Regions from separate parts of the Mus musculus genome. Here region 2 is linked to region 1. Evidence: chromatin contacts called from public Hi-C data. All regions are on one chromosome and are shown on one strand. Each heading gives the region's core, a stretch centred on a gene start, on an enhancer-like site or on the middle of the called end of the contact. The rest is flanking DNA. Distances are from core to core; before and after follow the strand shown.

Region 1 (6,888 bases), core at 1,555-4,054:
GGGAAACATTGTGAGTTCAAATTAAAACAGAGAAAGATCCTGACAGATTGGAAACCTGATCTAGGTCTAGCAGAATGACTTTTACTAGAAAGAAATGCCAGGACATGAACAAGGTTTTATAAGTGTAGAAGTGTGAGCTCGAGGAGAGACATTGCTTGGCAGGACCTGGCCCAAGACAATGTTTGTCATTTGTTAGTCAACCCCTGAAAAGCAACAAAACAGAAATAACCACAAACAGATGAAATGCCTGCTTTCACAGAGTGACTTAGAGACATTGTAACTAAACAAAGGAGAGTCATAACTCCACCCTAGTGTAGCTGAACCAGACTCTACTCCATGGGGAACTACTACCCTTCTATCCAAGTATAAGAGGAGTCTTGAGGCCCAATATCGGCCTCCCCTGTCTTACATCCTAAGCGGCCTCAATTGCCCATCCTCTTTTGGAACTGGAACATCTTCTTGGTACTATCTTGTGAGCTTTGCTTGATACCTGACTCTCCCTTAAGAACTCTGGGTACCTCTGGCTACCCTGTGAAGCCTATACCTGGCCCTGCTGCCAATCCTTTCAGAAACATCTTCACACTGCTGCCATCTTTCCCTCTGTTCTCCATCAACTTCATCTCATCAAAGTCTCACTTCTGACCTCACAGCTTGCCGGGATGGAATGCCCTCCTTTGTTAAAATTAGCAATGACTAAAAGACAGAGATCAGCCCTTCAGTTGTCAGTCACTATCATTCCTTACCCTTGATCAGTCTTTCCAGATTTTATTTTTTCCCCTTTGGACTTTCAAGATCCAACCCTATCCTGCCACTTCTCTGGCACATGTTGGCCCTCCTGCTTCGTTTTTTTGTTTGTTTACTGCGCTGGCTTTTTGTTCCAGTCTGTGTTTTGAGGGGTCCCTTTTCTCTGCTCATACTGTTTTGATCTCCCTTAGGTGACCTGGTCTTGCTGTCCCACAAGAAAAGTGGAGGGAGTTCCCTGGACAAAATTAAAACCCTTTGTTGCCTGCTCTGTCATACAGAACTCTGCATTGCTTCATAAGACATGCCCACCAAGGAGCCACTGACAAGGAACCACAAACAACAGGGCTCCTTCCCAAATTCACACAATGGAGCAATCAGCTGCCTACAGACAGCAGTGGTTCAAAGAGTTAACAGTGTTGAAGACTTATAACAAAATTCTGCCATAAGGAAACATTTTGTGCTTAAATACATGGAAGAATACAGACCCCCATGTCATACAAAAGCTAACCTCAGGCTCCATAAGGAGGGGTTCTGGAGAGAATCAAAGATACACAATGGAGGGTGGGGTCAAGATCTCACTAAAAAACAAAACCAGCTGGGCTATGATGGAAGAAATAAACACACTGGGTAACACATGAAAGGATTATGGCCCTCTTACATCAGAGTCCTCCATCACAGAAATGTATGCAGCCATCATCCCTTTCCTTTCCTTAGAGCACTGCCACCACTTACTTTTGAGAACCTTGGATGTGATATGAAATAATCGAATTTGGGAGACTCACCAAGATACCCTCACCTTCCCCCAATATATATTTTCTTCCTTAGAAACAAAAATCCCTAAATCTTAGATAGGATTCCAGTAGTTTGTGAAAAGGATGCTGTTCCATTCAGTATGGTCATGTTCCTGCCTTCAGAATGGAAAAAGAGATGTTGATGAATACAGAGGGTTTGACCATCTAATTGTCCTCTTCTATACCCTGATGTTTTATTACACACAGGCTCAAAGAATCAAAGCAAACAACACATGTCCCCCACCTCCTCAATTGACAACCAGCATTTTAGTATTTTTGTTTTATGCAAGTATATCATCTGCCCGTTTGCCTATTCATTTGCCTACTTTTAATCAGTTTCAAAGTTGCATGCCTGAGAACAGTTCAGCCCTGAGATGTTTCCAGGGACCACAAGATGAAGAGATCTTCTCTGATTCACAAATGAGTAATAAGAGGGGGCAGAATTCAGAGCAACTTAGGTTATACAGATAATCACATCTTCCCAACTCACCTTCACAAACTGAATTTCTTGTCTTTTTGGACTCATTCCTACTCACCCGCAGGGCCCAAAAGAGTTTGAACTTTAGGGTCCAACAAAACCTTCAACTTGATCAGCATCTAGCATCCTTTGGCTGTGGTCATTGGAATATTCTGACTGCTAGGTTGAGCTCCCGGGTAGCAAGAGATCTGGAATTCTGCTCTTTGGGAAGAAAAGCTATACACTTCATGAGACTACTTTCAATTGCTTTTCTTCACTTTTTTCATGCACTTCAGGATAAGGATTAGCATCAGAGAAAACACTGCATCTTACATTTTTATACTCAGAACTTCTCCATGGAAATAAACAATTCTGCTAAAAAGCATATCCTGTTCCTCCTGATGAATTTGAAAGAACTTACGAATTCTTAAATACCACCCCCTCCCTCCTCAAATAAGTGCGTATACATAAAACTTATGTACCATCTGTCTGCAGGCTGTCACACACCCCAGGGGCTTTGCCCAACCTCCCTCTGATGGACAGCGATTCTGAGACTGCTCCTTCGCATTTCATCAAGAGTGATGACTCTCAGCCACCTTAATGTCACGGCTTGGAGGCTCCTGAAGCAATTGGTTTCGTAGTTTATTTTGTGAACTGTGCTGTGGACACAAGACTTTGAAAAGTAAAGCTCGAGTTCCAATCTAAAGATCTGAAAAGAACATTTTCAATCTGTTGGTGCAGACTGTTCTCCATCAGCCCAGCTGCCAGCAGTTACGCGTGGCACTGGGCAGCCTCACACAGTCGGGCACAGCCGCTCCTCTGGATGCTGAGGCAAGCCGAGCGCAGAGATTACCACATTATCATCTCCCGACTGAAGCCAGAGTTCCATTTAACAAGCTGACAAGAGCGCCAGGACCACAAAATAACAAGCAGAAACACGGTGTGGTATTTGTCAAAGATAAAGGGCTGAGGTGCAGCTTAAGGCTTCTCAGAGGCTCGGGAAGACATTCAAATCATCTGCCCCAAATGTTTTCAGTGCCTTGAACTTTCTCCCACATTGCTCTTATTTGGGGGTCCCCATTTTGGTACTGGATGCTTCCTTCAACTGGCGGCACTCCTTTGAAGAAACTAGAAATGTCCTCAGAGTCTGTTGATTTTCCTAACATGTTTTAAGTTTCTGCACATGCACTTTGCTTAAAAGGCCATGCCTACTTTCAGGTCTACATTATTGTTAAGCTTTTCTGGAGCTAATTTTACAAATTTCTTATGAACACATATATTTATATGCTGGAGGTCCACGTAATAGTATACAGCCTCTCTCTCTCTCTCTTTTTTTTCTTCTTGACTTTAAAGAAAGCACAGAGAGAGCTTTGTTTTTAAAATGTCATATGGGGTGGTTAGAAGTAGGGGAAAATATAGTGTTTAAGTCATAATCTAGCATGTCTATCTATCATATTGCTTTTATTGCATGAAATGATTTTTTAAAAGAATTTTAGAATTCTTTTTTTTTTCTTCTGAGTGTTCAAACCTAACAAATACAACAAAGAATATGGTATATATCAGAACTAATTTTTGAATACATCCATAAGTTTATTCAACAAAAATTAAAGAGAAACTATACACTTTAAATTCAAATATTATCTGGATTTAGGCAAATGCAAACCCTCTTATTTTTCTTTTTAGGTAAATTGCTATGAAATAATACTGCAAATCATCTATATGAAATCTCTCAAAACTGCAATGTGAGGATGGGTCTGCGGTTGCTTTTTCATGGTCTGGGGATCACAGTGCATGCGGCAGGGTGTGCAAAGGCTCATTGCGGGTACACACTTTATTTCCCATATCCTCAGCTCTTTCATACAGATTTTTATCCACCCCTCTCACAGTGAGATCATTTTCTTTGGCCACCACAGTGTGTAATTCTATCCAGTGGTTTGCATTTTGAAAACATTAGTCTAAATAAGCTTAAATGCATGTTAGCACCACACACTAGAGATTCTGGGGGAAACTCTCTGACACAGACTATGTGGGCGGTGTGCCCTACGATGGCTTAATAGAATCTTCAAGTCTAGGTCAGGAGTGAAATACTCCAACCGAGATCAGTAATAACAACAAATCCCCCACATGTTTCCACTGAGTGGGGAGCTGGAAGCACAACAGCGTTTCTTATTTTAGCTACAAAGGGAGACTGATTTGGAGCTGAAGCAAAAATATGAAGAAAAATTATGATTGAAGTATTTTCATTCAAAAACATCTCGTACATGAGAAAAGCCATTAATTGTTGAAAATATGAGACATTGCCACTAAATAAAAATAAATTATTCAATTACAGTTTTCAGCTGCCCAAGGTATCCATCCAGAAAGAAAGCTGATTAAGTTTTGGCCAGTGACAGAAACTAAACCAGATGGGACACAAACTGTTAACTACATATCATGTTCCATATGATTTAGCTACATTCTTAATATTCTAGGTAAAAATGTAAAAAAATACTAATAATTCCAGCTGATAAGTGTGGGAATGGGACAAGAAGAAAAGTTTCCAGAGGAAATAACTTCATATGGAAAAATGATAAATGGGGAGTTTGGAAAGGTCTGAGACATGAAATACTATCTACACATGATTGTTATGTCTTCAAATTCTGTCATAAACATAGTAACTAGGTTGGTCTGAAGTAGGTAGTGACTAATCCCATTTGAATTTGGACAGTCAGTTATTGAATAACCATAGTAATTGGTTCTTAGACTCAGAATAGGGGGAAGAAAAAAATGGTACCTCATTTCTATTTTAATTTTTTAGTGAGTGATACAGCATTTAATCTTAAGGCTATACAGACTTGAATGTATGTAGTAACACACACACACACACACACACACACACACAGCACCTTTGTTTTTAAAGCTAGTATTCCTTTTTGCATCTTGACTGACTGGAGAAATTACTTGGGTGTCCATGTTTCTGGATATTTCAAAATAGCTTGTATATAAGAACCAAGTATAGGCCCAGACCATCTGGGGAGCTGGAATGTGTGGAGGACAGCTTTCTTAATACAGAAGCATGTAGGTGGTCCCACTATGAGATCCTGACATGTCTTTTATAGGTAATTGAATGAGCCAATAAGGAGAGGAAAGATAAGCTTTAAGCTCATCAGTATCTCTTACCAGTTCCATTCGTTTAACCAAAACCTATCCCATCCTTCACTTAGTACTGAGCTTTTAAGGCAATATGTATTTTTATACCTTTTGGTTTACTTATAAGTAGATTCTTCTACATACGGGCTCCTCTTTGCTTTTCCAACAGCCACAGTTTAACTTTAGTCATATGTTTTCTGAAGTTTATGCTCCAGAATTCAATTCTCCCCAGTAGTCTACTCTTCTCTCTACTTAGCACATAATGAGGGAAATTCTAGAAGAGTCCCTGGAAGACTATCTGGAATATTCTAAGAGGGAATTCAGTAAAGTTTTCTTAGTAATGACTTTGAGAGGCCATTTAGTTCTAAAAATATATTTTAAATTATCCCTTTGTATTGTCAAAATCCTTTATATAGTTAGAATCATTTGAATATTTAGACATAATGAATTTAATAATTTGTAAGTGCACCTGCTATATGATTATCATTGAGTATTGAGTTTGCTATATTTAAAATATTTGAATTATATTGTCGGTTTGAAAATTATAGATAATTGGTCACTGAAGTGATGGAAATTATGGTATTCTAACAGGAGATAATGAGTCAAAGCCAAAGATAACAAAGGCCACAAGTGGCTACCCACCTCCTCCTCAAGACTGAGGGATGACTGGAGCAAGAATAATTACTGTATCTCCAGAAACAAATACAAGCTACTTAGAAAGAGAATGTTCACCCAAAGCTCACTGACCTTAAGCAGCTGTTACTTCTCATTTGATACTTTCCATACTTGATGCTTTGTCTACAACCCATAAGAATTCTCTTTTATGCCTAATCTAATACATACACACTTATGGGGTTGAAAATTAAAGTTTGATTAAACATGTTATGCATGACACACTTCTCTTCAACTCGACTTCATTTACATAGATGAAGAGAGAAAAGCTGCAGAACGATCATCCAGGAAGAGGATCATTTGTTCCCTGGTTTTATTCACCAAGAGTAAGCTTCACCACTTGGGCTTTGCAGACCTTTTTATTAGAAATCACTACAACAATCAACCCTGAAGCCTGTGTCAGACCTAGATCAGAATGTACACATGTGATGACTGAAGAAAAAGTACAGTGTGCCATGTAAGATCCTGAGTTCTAGTGCCAATGGGCCAAGATCTAAATCACATATCCATCAATGCCTTGTGATAGAGTTCCAGAATATTTTCCACTTCTGGGCTTCAGTTTTTCCATCTGTAAAATAGGCTAACAGTATCACACATGATACAGGTCAGAGAGGTAATTTATACAATTCACTTAGAGTATGGCCTACTATATAGTAGACTAGATTAGATTCCCAAGGAAGGCTTCTGCCACCTTTGAAACTGATGGGATAGTTCTTAGTCGACAGGACCATAGGGAACTCAAGAAATTGCAATTAAACTGTATATTCACACAAAAGTTAAAATATCACCTGAAAATTTAAACACGGTCCTGTAATGAAGCATCAAAGTCTCCCTCTCTCTTTGCCCCCCCTCCCGCCAGGCCCCCCCTCCCCCCGCCTCGCAGTGCTGAAAACTGAACCTCACACATGTTAGGCAAGTACTCTATTACTGAGATACAGCTTGGCTCTAGGGATGATTATGACTCTGAACTTTAAAACTCACATTGAACTGACTGAAGAATACATTCCTATAAGTAGCCATCATATATAGCACACTTTGATTTAGGAGGTCTGGGATAGGCTTCAGTATCGATCATTGTAGTGATTTCTTACTGGT
Region 2 (6,382 bases), core at 1,442-3,941, 1.0 Mb before region 1:
GTCAGGAAGGTTTTTTATATTATAGCTATCGGGAGTGAGGCCCTGCCCTGGTTGTCTGGCACCATCTACAACATGCAAAGATAGCCAGACACATGGCTCTTCAAAATTAAATTCAAGAGAGTTAAAAGCACCCCATTTAGTACGGAGAGAGAGCCTTTTCTTCATTTTCTTCACGTAGTTCTAATTTCATTTTTTTCTTCCTCTAACTCTGTCCGCTCATTCTGACCCTATCTAAGTCACCCGAGCTCTGATGCTGTGTTTCCTTCCCATCTTGGCCCACAGTTCCTAGTGCAGGCCTAGGCAATCTGTTATTACGAGAAGGAAATGGAATCGGTAATAAGAGTACAGTTTTTGTACCGGGAGCACAGTCAACTTAGGAGTGACTGGAACTGGAGAGGAAGGAACACTGGGTTAGTCAGGTTTGGAAAGACATAAGCGTTTTTAAGCAATAACAGTGAGGAAAGTTGTTGTTCACCTCTGTGGATGAGACCAAGGAGATTCCTCAAAAGAAACCTGAGCCCACCTGCTTCTTGGCTCTGCCCTTCCATTTCTTCCGCAGTTTGCTTCTCCTCTGGACCACTTTCATCTTTCAAGAAAACCACAGGGGGAGAGAAAAAAAATCAAGTCAATGTATGAAATATCTCTTTATGGCTAATACGCGACACTGAAATTAATTGCAAGCAATGTACCATGACTCCCCAAAAGCACAGCGGAGAGATGAATCAGAGGCATGAAATAGAAGAGGCCCCCCACATAAAGAGGTGCATTTGTACTCGTCTCTTCTCCCAGGATTTGCTAGAGGTAAAAACAACACTGAAGTAAATAATATTCACTCTGGTGCTGGAAGCATTTCTCCTTTTGCTGGCCATCTCCAAAGATGCCAAACACGTTTTACTTCAATCTTCTTTCCGGCTCTGAATCAAGTGACATTCTCAGTGTAAGGAGCTTGGCTGATTTTCTATGCCTTTTATGTTTTCGTTAGATATGTGCTTTCAAAAATTTTATTTTCATTTATCTTGTATATGGTGGTCTAACACATCAATGCGTAATTTTTTTTTTTGTCCTGAATTCATTACGCTGATCAACTGTAGAACTCTGAAAAACATAACTAAATGGGCGGCTGCATTGGAGGCTGGCTACTTGCAACTAATTATTTTTTTGTCTTAAAATTTGTGAATTCATGGGCAGAGAAAATGTACTCCCAAGGGCAAGTAAAGGCCTGATTTTATAATTAATTTTGGGGAGATCTCCAAAAACACTTTTGTGAAAAGAGCAATGTAGATCATTACCTTATCTGAAGATACAGGAATGGAATATAAAATGTAGTTATATACAGAGGACTGAAAATAAGAAGCTAGCAATATGAAGTACAAATGATCATAAGGCCTTTTGTCCAGGAGCAGCAGCTAACTCCCTTCTGTGTGGACACAATATGTCTTGTTACTTGTTTGACCAAGGGGTTAAGGTAGAAATGATGTCTTGAGCCTTCTGAGCTGCCTCAGAGTGACAGTTCTTGCTTTCTCCTTTGGGAAAGGGAGCCATAACTGCAATGCAGTTCAGACTAGACTACCCTGGACAGAGAGGGCCATGGGACCAAGCTGTGAGGAAGCAAGACCCATTAGGGAGACAGTGTTGCATCTTCTAGTCCATCCCAGCTGCTTGTAGGATGCAGAGTTGCCACCTTAGCCAATGTCCCAGAGCAGAAAGACTGCCGTGCCCTCTCCATCCCTGGCCCACAAGTAGGCCTAAGTTACCAACACTTATGATCTTACTGTGTTTTCAGTGCCACCCCTTGGTGCTGCTCATTCTTTTCTGGTTTGGTTTGATTTGAGCTTTGAGACAGGGTTTCACTCTGTGTCCAGTCTGGCCTTGACCTTGCAGTTTTCACGATTGTATCTCCTGAGTGCTGGGAAGGTAGGCATGGGCTGTTTTGCTACCTGTTCTTCATGCAAAAGCAGACGTATGAGAATCCTCCCCGAGGGCGGGGAGGGGGGCTTGACTAGCAGAGATAAAACAACAACCCTAGAACTTGGAGAGACCCATTACCAAGATACTCTGAAAGCAATCCACCGGACAGCATCCACTGTGAACAAGACTGCAGTCAATTAATACCTGAGTATGTACAGGATCTACTCCGTTTGTTCAGCTTGCGGAGAACAGAGCAATTTTGAATATGAGAAGCTAGGGACTTCTCGGTGTGTCTTTAAATCCACTGCAGTAAGTGACATATTTAACAGCACCACACAGCACCTGCTGTTGAGAATCTTCATGAGGATGACAGCACTGATTTTTGTTCTTGGGAGGAAATAGCCATCACGGTTGTTCTTGTTCCCTTAATAAGGCCAAGCTGGTTCGAGAACACGTGCCAAAAATTTAGCCAATTATTTCTTCCCTTCCTCCCTACCAAATGGACTGAACAAGCAGGAGAAGATCTGCCAGCTTTCCTCGAACAGACAGACTTCATAATGTAGATTTCACAAAAGGTCTGAAGTCTGTAGGTGACAGGCTGCCTTTAAAATTAGTCTGGTTCCTATGTCCCTTCTAGTGTGACTACGACAGAGACAGAGAGGATCCTTAACTGGAGAATACAGTCAGAGAAGGAAACAAGTCTTAGGAATGTAAGGAACTGTTTCTGGCAGTTAAAAAGAAATTCACATTCAGATGCCCAGATGCAGTGCTCTTATACAGGGGTTTACTCAGCAGCTCACCCAGGATTTCCTCTGCCTTCCCATGCAGGTCATAGATCTCCCTAACAAACATCCCAGGGGCACGTTTTTCTTCCCTATTTTGAGTTTCAGCTGTAATTTTCTACGTGAGTATTTCTGCTCTTGGGAAGCCAGCTTAGGAATCACTTCGCATGTTTATCTTGGAAGAAAGGTATTCTAGAAGTAGGCTGGGTTTGCCACTTGAGTAGCATGCCCTCAGCTGTAAAGGTACGTTTTCAATTTCAGAGACAATTCACGCTCAAATCCAGCAGGGGGCGCCAATGCAGAAGACTTGCTCTCAAAGCCCACCGTGCACTCTTGGGCAATTAGATTAGCATGCATTTCACTGTCTTTTAGAAGGACATTCTGGCTGCGTTCTATCTTTCCATCCATTTTAAATGCTTCCACCGAGTGAGTTCTTACTGAAAAAGTGGGCCTCTGCCGGTGTATGCGTGGGGTGGAGGTGGAGGGAGAGGAAGACACCACACGGACTCTCATTACCCGGTTACCAATAAGTGTTTGGTAAGGAGCAGCTCAATCTGTCTATCTTCACAGGAAACATATAAAGAATAAAAAGTTAAGTGGGGTAGGGCATATAAACTTGTGGTTTCTAGAAGGGACTTTAAAAGGGTTACAATAAATGTGAAGCAATACCTACCTACAGGGAAGCACTGGGCTATTTTGTTAGCTGAAAAATAAATGTCCCACAGAAGCTAGAGTTTCCCAGCTACTGCACATGTAGGAACATCTATCCACTTGTGATAATACACTTCCATGGCTTTTGTGTAGTGTGTGATGTGGCGTTTTATTTTCCCACCCTAAAAAGCAGAATAACCAGCAAGAATTTTTCTGTTGTCTCCTTCCCGGTGTTTTTAGTATTATTTCTGACCATCTATCTTTTAAACCATATTTATTAAGCATGTGCTATTTGCAAGAACACATTCCATGAAGTTTACATGAATAATATGAGAGTTTTTGCCTGCAGAATAAATTCATTCTCAAAGAAGGGATCTGTCACCGCTGGGCTGTGACAGGAATTCTGTGCGTGTTTAATTCTCTATTGAGAGAGATGGCAAGGCGGAATCCCAGCATTATGGCCTGAAGGTGTTATCTTGATATTTTTACTTCTTTCCACAGCTATGCATAGAAACGGAAATAGGGAAGGGAAATCAATCAGGGTAAGTCCCTGGCTACTGCTGGGCCAGCGGGCTGACGTGTACTGATCGCTGGCACGCTGTTACCTTTTCTTACTCTGGTCTCCGGAATTTTAGACACAAGCAAATCAGTTCAGATACAGCAGTTCACAGATTAAATTCTTGGTCTACGGTATAACTGTTTGTCAGTGTCCTCCGTCGGAGAGTAGGAAGCTCACGTCCCTGACGTTGGACTTAGCTGCTTGACCTGGACAATTAAAGACAAGTGGATAAGACCAGCAGTACTTCAATGTGCTGCAGAGCTGGACATGTGTCTTGTGCTTCCACCGTCTGCCATGGGGAAGAAGACGCTTTGTCAGGTGCTGGTTGACGGAGGACAAGAAGTAGGTAGAACAGCCTTCGACCCAGAGTAGAGTGAGGACAAGATTAAGGAATTCACATCTCAAAATGGAACCACCTAGCCGATCCTAGCCAATCTAGTTGATCAGGTGACCAACCTACAACCTGCAGACTCAGGTTCCCATGAGCATGAGAAAAACCAAAACCAAAACCAAAAACCTTCTTGTAAGTAACTAGAAGTCAGGAGAACTTTTGGCATTATTATTGATGAAAGTAACTGATAATAGTTGAGTAATATATATGGTATGTTTTTCTGTTATTTCTTACTAAGTGTTGACACTTTTGTGTATATTGTAGGTACTTGTATATAGTCCTACTTGTATGCACAGGTGTGTGTGTGTGTGTGATATGTAGTAAATCTGTACATGGATGTGCAGATAAGGGTACCCATGAAGGTGGTCAGAGCTAGAAGAGGATTCCAGGCGTCCTGCTATATCACTCTTTGTCTTAGTCCCCTGATGTAATGTCTCTCACTGAATCTGCAGCTAGACTGGTAGTCAGCAAACTCCAATGATTCTCCTGTCCCTGACCCTGTACAGTCAGTGTGGCAATGTCCAGCTGTTTGCACAGGTGATGGAGATTTGAACTCAGACCCTCATGCCTATGCAGCAAGAGCACTTACCACTGCACCATCTTACCAGTCCCTACCCACCTTATTTACTGATTGATTGAGACAAGGTCTCTCATTCATCTGGAATGGCTGGCCACCAAGCCAATCCTCCTTAGGTGGAGTTACAGGCACCCAGTACTGCCCCTGGCATTTTTGCAAAGGAACCAAACTTGATTCCTAAGCTTGCAGGGCAGGCCCTTAACCAACAGAGTCCTAAGCTAGCTCTGTCTTATGTGGAAGGAGATCAGTCTTGCCTGAATTTGTTTTCTTCTCATCTATATATTCATTTCACACATTTCAAAATGGTCTAGAAACACACATTTGGAAATGAAATTTGATTACATAAGAGGGAAATGGTCCTGAAGATTGCCACTGACATTAGTATGATAATGTTTGTGCTTTGTTTAATTACATAGCTATGCGAGCAACAGCTAGCATGTGCTGGTTGCTGCCTACCTTCTATTCAGTTTGAAAATACTCTGTATAGACTATTAAGTGTAATTCTTCTAACAGCCTCAAGAAGCAGCTGTGACCACAGCACTTTGTGTAGTACTGCCACAGCTAACGAAGAGCTATTGCAAAGGGTCCCAAGATCAATCTTTTATTGCCTCCCTGGAAAGACAGCTAATATTTATTATCTAAATATGATGGTAAAATTCTGGGAAGACAAAATTTACAAAGTTATACTTTAAAATTTAAGCTGAGGGCAAAGCTGCTATCTCCTATGAATTCTCTGAATCAATAAAGAACTCAAAGACTCCAAACTTTTTGATACTTGAACCATGTGGGTCCAATACTACAATTCTAAAAAATTTTTAAAATACTTTATACATTCACATAGCATAATAATATAAATATTGACATTTTATAAAAAGACTTTTTTGTATTGAAATAATCTTAAACAGCAAGAATGAAAGGAGGGAGAATTTTTTGTTTTGTTTTTTGTTTTTTGTTTTAAGTCTGAAACACTGGAGAGTGAACTGCAGATATAACCATCCACTTATTTCTCCATCAGCTCTGGACATGTTGATGTGAGTTTCATACAAAAAAACCCCCAAACAAACAAACAAACAAACAAACAAACCAAAAACCAAAAACCATTCTCTTCCTGCCTCTTCCAGACTACAATATAACCACCAAGACCTGGAGATGCACACAGATGGCAATCCGCTCACCCAATCCATGGATCACACAGACATTATACCTACTTCCCAAGACATCCTTTGCAGCTGGCTAGGAGTACCTACAGCACATCGCTGTCATGTTTCTTTGATCTCTTCCCACCTCAGCTCAAGCCTGGTGCCCTGCATGTATTCTCTCCCCAGATGATCAATGAGAGTATCTACCATGGTCAGCTCTGTTCCATCTCTCTGGAATCCAAAGGCCGGGAGGAGTGAGGAAATTAGAGAGGGAAATTAGGGTGGGGGAGGGGGAGGAAACACTAATTCCAAACAGTTATAGTTTGGGTTCTGAGGGTGTCACCAGCTGCTTGATCTCTTGGTGAGAAGTTTCCA

The links. A called contact is a pair of places that touch in the nucleus more often than the background predicts.
Region 2: a contact with region 1 is called in a Hi-C map of cerebellum, with 2.3 times the contacts expected there. The contact joins two enhancer-like sites. A contact is called at or near these places in 1 of 39 promoter capture datasets (hippocampal neurons), 5 of 484 Hi-C or Micro-C datasets (cerebellum, cerebral cortex, cortical neurons and 1 more) and 3 of 115 datasets of contacts at active chromatin or transcription factors (SST interneurons, embryonic fibroblasts and embryonic stem cells).

What each region holds. Positions count from the first base shown.
Region 1 is chr2:141,227,102-141,233,989 of GRCm38.p6, reverse strand. All of the region lies in intron 5 of Macrod2 (mono-ADP ribosylhydrolase 2), which reads right to left. Among named protein-coding and RNA genes, the nearest start is that of Gm25583, 410 kb to the left of the region's middle. Within about 2 kb of position 2,804, at least 30 of the 459 cell types and tissues checked have an H3K27ac peak or open chromatin away from gene starts, as enhancers often do. A contact at or near this core is called in SST interneurons, cerebellum, cortical neurons and 1 more, where this site is marked.
Region 2 is chr2:142,250,725-142,257,106 of GRCm38.p6, reverse strand. It overlaps Macrod2 (mono-ADP ribosylhydrolase 2), which reads right to left. Exons shown (of 19, transcript NM_001013802.3): 12 at 476-586. Among named protein-coding and RNA genes, the nearest start is that of Gm25583, 610 kb to the right of the region's middle. Within about 2 kb of position 2,691, at least 20 of the 459 cell types and tissues checked have an H3K27ac peak or open chromatin away from gene starts, as enhancers often do. A contact at or near this core is called in SST interneurons, cerebellum, cortical neurons and 1 more, where this site is marked.